2 separate regions of the Culex quinquefasciatus genome follow, and region 2 is linked to region 1. Evidence: chromatin contacts called from public Hi-C data. All regions are on one chromosome and are shown on one strand. The core of a region is the stretch at or near the end of the contact, and the rest is flanking DNA. Distances in the headings are between cores, read along the strand shown.

Evidence for each region. A called contact is a pair of places that touch in the nucleus more often than the background predicts.
Region 2: a Hi-C map of whole body shows a contact between it and region 1, with 7 times the contacts expected there. The contact joins the promoter of LOC6054177 here to the promoter of LOC6032526 in region 1. A contact is called at or near these places in 2 of 2 Hi-C or Micro-C datasets (both in whole body).

Annotation. Positions count from the first base shown.
Region 1 is chr3:66,562,589-66,565,252 of VPISU_Cqui_1.0_pri_paternal, reverse strand. LOC6032526 (calcium uptake protein 2, mitochondrial) reads left to right here and starts at 1,319. Exons shown (of 12, transcript XM_038260360.1): 1 at 1,319-1,555. The coding sequence starts at 1,346.
Region 2 is chr3:66,708,208-66,710,871 of VPISU_Cqui_1.0_pri_paternal, reverse strand. LOC6054177 reads left to right here and starts at 1,347. Exons shown (of 6, transcript XM_038263667.1): 1 at 1,347-1,403; 2 at 2,241-2,664.

The DNA of each region.
Region 1 (2,664 bases), core at 70-2,569:
TTCTCCTAGTCGAAAATTGTCCAAAGAATCCGAAAATACATTCCGTTTTCCGATTCAAAATCATGTTGATTAATAAAATCATGACATTTTGAGAAGTTTAAAATAATGACATTCATCAACAATTTCTTAACCAAAGTTAACTAACTTTTTAAACTTTTCAACGTTTTATGAAAAGTTCTTTTTGCGATTCTTTCAACACTTCTTTACCACGGTCAGTATGATTCTAAACCATTATGTACGCATTATAATTGTACTTTTCATTTTGCGGAAAAATCGCAAACCTAAATATTTCCTAAAATGTTGGTAAATGAGCATAGGTTAGGATGCTTGGGAATTTCCAATCTCTGTTTTCAAAAAAAAAAATGGAGGGTCTAACAAATTGTATAACTCTTATTTTAAGTTATTTTTTTATCAACATATTTTGAAATGTTTAAGAACCCATAAGGAGATACTTTTCATTAAGTTCCTGTTCACAATGTGTGGTCTAAAATAATATATTGTTTTTAAAATATAAATGTCACAAATCGATTTGAAGCGATAAAAAAGCAAACAAACGAACTCTATTGTTAAATCTTTTTTTTTATGTATTTTTAAGTTTATTATTTTTTAATGTTATTTTACCTCTATTTATGTGAAATCACGTAAATATTTCGCTTCTAAAATACAAAATACCATGATATTTTTAAGTGTACATAAATAAACATTGACAGCAATAAGGCCGTTGCAAAATCAATCAACTTAAACAATTTAAAGTGCAATTCTCTATATTGATAATTATATTTAGTATGTATGGACTTGTTCAAAGATATTTTGATTTTTATGAAACTCAGCACCACAAAAAAATGCTTATAAAATGTTTGTCAATTATCACATATTTTGGAAAGTATTTGCAAAACAAAACAATTGACAGGTGTGTTGTTTCAATAAAGAAGGATTGAGCTGAAATGTTCACTTGAACAATTTTTGAAAATATTTTGGAATGATTGCTTGGTAAGCTATTTCCATACCCAGAGTTTTTTTTTAATTTCCTATAAACATTTAAACAAAATTGTTTATGGGACCTTTTAAAACAAACTTTAGATAGGTTTTCGATAGAACTGCTCCACGCACCCAAACACGTGCTGTTAGTAAGTTACTGCTGGCAGCACTTCTCACCACGTGCTCTCTCTGAACCGGCGTAACTTCTCTCTCGCGCGCAATCTCCCACAATCAGTTAATCCTCTCGATTTACACAATTCTCTTTCTCTTTACTACTCTCGCTCTCCCAACTCCCAACACCCAGCGAAACGTCAAAATATTGTACAACAACAAAAACAACAGCTTGATTTTTAGTACCACAACAAAAATGGCGATGTACACAAATAAGTTGGCGCGGTGCTCGCGATTAGGGCCGAATTTCGGGACGGTAGTGCGCGGATTCAGTGCCGATTCCAGCCGGAAGTGGTTCCTGCATCCGTCCGTCAAGTACCTGTGCCTGATTGGGGGCAGTGTGGTGGCCCTGGCGTACGCCAAGCATCGCCATCAGCCGCGGGTGTACGCGCTGCAGCTTCGCAAGGTAGGTGACATTTGGCGATGACATTTCCGGCGGAATTGGGGCCGGATTGGGGCGACCTTTATCGAGAATTGGTTTATTGAGAGTCGGGCTACATGTTGCAAATAAATTTCGGCTCTGATTAGGCTTAATTGGTTAGAAATTCAATGTTTGTTTTATGTAAACAAACCATTTCAGGTAGTGACCATAAATGGAAATTAATGCAAAAATGTCTAAGATTCATTCAATCAGATCGGTATCAATGATGAACAGTAACGATTCAGCACTAGATCATGGTTTGAGCTATGAAATCCTTCGTTTTTCAGTCTAAAAAGTGAATAGCTTCCGATATCCCTTCATCGATGACATCATTCAATGATTAGTGTGAATCAGCGCTCTTCTGGGCTCGTTTTTAGAACTATACTGATAGAAGCCCGCTAATGAATGTTTTATGCCAAAAAGACGCTAATTTTATCCGAAAATGTCACGTTTTAGTTAAAAGTTGCTCCCAAAATTCGTATATCGATCCATGTTGAGGAATTTAATCGCTGCTCTATCGTTTAGTACGCCTGCATTTGGCTTGTACTAAAAACCATATGATTGTCAAAGCTCGCCCCGTACGATGTATGTCAAGGTCATACGATGTAAACAGAGCAGTTATCTAGTTAGTAAAGGTGAATGACCCCACTACCTGTAGACACCGGTCCGGTACGTAGAGCCTCGCCTCGAAACGTCAAACAGGAACAAAAGCTGCGAACCGAAGAATCACGTGACGTTTTGGAATTATGACAGTCTGGAACGGATGAATTACCCCATTATTGGTTTCCCGCACCGATAAAGTGGAAATTGTTGCAATCATTTGAAATTGGCAAGTATGCTACTAATTTTTTATTTGATATGGAGATTTACAAAAAAGTGAAAATTTGACCATTTACCGGGCAAATTTCACCGGATTTTTTTTCTGTTAGGCTGTTAAGCATGCCAAACTGAACTGAAAAACGCGTTGTATTTTTTCTGACATAGGACTATGTCTCTACTTACTATATTGGGGGGCCAGTTCAGAAATTCGATCCAAAGCGTCACTTTTAAGCGTTAAAAAAGGGGACATTTTGAACGCTTATATCTTTTTTCCC
Region 2 (2,664 bases), core at 98-2,597, 150 kb before region 1:
ATTCGCTGCCCCAATTTCCCGTGACTAGCCAGAAAGTGCGATCAACCAGCAAATTTTCTATATTTAAATTTGTTCGTCGAAGCTGGTAAGGATCCAGTGTTGACCACCATGTGGGGCCGGGGCAGTTTGAGGTAATTTGACCTGTCTATATTTGAGAAATCACGCACAATTTTGCGTACGATTACCCCAAAACTTACGCATCGACGAGCAGACGAGCAGGTGTGAATTGCTTTAACGAGATCGTTTTTTTTTTGCGGATCGCCTAGCCGTGCCGGTTGACTCACCTGCCGGTTGATGATACCGGCACCGTCCGATCGGTATACAAACCACACATGAAGATTAAGTCAATTGGTAAACAAACCATTATTTTGATCCGGTGCTTATTTCTAAGTCATCCGGTGTCCGTTTTTTGCTTGCTTTGGTGTTTCTGATTAGATTGAAATTGGATGATTCGCTTTTCTGGGAATTTAAAAATTCAAGCCAGTTTTACGTTTTAAAATAACTGTAAGAAAAAAAAAACAGTTGGTAATAAATCATTGCAAGAACGATGTTGCCATTGCGTGATTACATTTTTCTGCATGTTCTTTGTTTTGCATTCATTTTTTCAAACACGTTAGATAATTTGAGGAAAACATATTTTACAAAAATCTTACAAATTACAATTTACTTGGAAAAAATAACTCCAAAAACCAGTTTGTTAGTAATGTTTGCAATACGTCACTTTCTTGTTTTACTCACTCTAAAACAAATCAAATTTTGATTGTTTCAAAAAAACCTTTAAAGGACGTTTAGATGAACAATTTTAAGCATTTTTCTAATTTCTAAATTGAACGAGATTCGATTTTAAAACATTTTAGTTTAGTTTTAGTTTTTTTTTTATTTTTTAATGCAATTTTAATGCCAGTGCGTTGCAAATTCTATGATCTTCCTTCTTAATTTTCTCCCATCCTTCCGGTTTTCCACAATCCTTTTCTCTTCCCTTTTCCTTACGCATCTCCTCTCCCTCTCTCATTATTTTGGTCACTGATAACCGGCTTCTCTCTTCTCCGGTTTCCTCCCTCTCTCGCAAGAGAGCACACCCGGCATTCGCTCTCACGTCATCGCACGCGCGCGAGAGCCCCCTTCCACGAAAGAGAGAAAAAGCCCGCAGAGAGCGAAAACATCGATTTCAACGCGCACGCTCGCACGGTGGGTTCAAAAACTCGGTTCTGCGGCTTTTCCTTTCCTGCCATCGTCGCCGTCGTCGCCTGCTGCGTGTAAAATGCAGAGCAGTCTGGCCCGCCGGTCGTGAGCATGGTCCCGTTCGCGCAAACTTCGGCCGGTTTAGTCTTCGCTTGGCAGCAGCACGCGTGACAACGATTTCTCTCGCAAGAGTTTCGGGTGGTGGGTTTGTCCCGGTTTCGGTACGCGACTTTTCGACTTCGAGCCGGTGGGGTACCTTCTGGAAGGAACTGCGAGTGCTCCGGAAGATCCTTCCTGAATTCTTCCGAAGGGAAGAACTTGGGAGTTTTTTTTATTGGAGTTTTTTTTTTTTTTGGGGAGCAGGAAGAACAGTCGGAAGTGTGTGTCTTCGGAAGTTGTGTTACGTCCTCCGGTTCTCTACGGGAAGAATCGAAAGGGACTGGATCGTGAACTTCAGTGTTGGTGATCGGTTTTGGAGCTGGACAGCTCTCTTGCCGGACGAGGTTCTTGCGGGGACCTGCCGACTCTGAAAATCGAGTTCAATTTGTTATGTAAATCAGTGGCAGCGCGCGGGTCGGATGCTCTCTCCGAGGGTCTCGTCGTCGCGCGAGATCACACTTTTACTTTGAGAGCTCTCATTAAAAACCGATTGGATATTTTGAGAAATTAGTGTCGGACGGCTCGCAGAGCGCGCAGAAATCCGCCGTACGGTTATTTTAATTCTTCCTTTTTGTCCACACGGTGGTCGGTCGAACGGCGCAACGACTTGGTCGACTCGCGTGAAGTTCAAGTGACAAGTGAAGGTAACCACGGGAAAGAAGTGGCCAGAAAAGATGTGGCAATTAGTGGTCCACCGTGGTCCGGAGATCCTACCGTCCGTACGATCGTCCCTTAGAACGTCCTCCTGAGAAGAAACGCCAAAAAGGTCGAGCGTTATCAGCGTTAGAGCAAGTGACAGTTCTGTGTGCACGCGCGCGTTGCAACCGGGACGGAAGAATAACCGCAAGAAGAGAGCGCGTTTCGCGTGCGCTCTGCAATACACGATCGTGCGTTATCAGATTTAATTAGAAGGAAGAAGGGGTGAGCGAGCAAACAACACAACAACTCAAGGAAGAAAACGAGAGAAAGAGAGTCCGCTGGAAGATGCGTTGCGACGCAACGTCGCAAACAGTGTGTGTCTAAGTGTGTGAATAATTGTGCAAAATAAATTAGCGAAAAGTGAGGTTAATGTGCAGAGAAAAAAAAAGTCACAACCACTAGCGAATACATTGTTGCAAAGCGTCTAGTAGATAAGGGGTTAAGCAAGAGAGAGTGAGGGAGAGCACAAGTAAGTGAGTTATCAGCTGGTGACCGGCATATTGTCGTAACAGCCACCTTTTGGCGCGTCAAACAGAAGCACATAGGAAGAGCAGAGCGCAAGCAAAGTGTGAGTAAAGTGTGTGATCGCGGCAGAGATTGAGTGAAAAGTGAAACATCACAAGT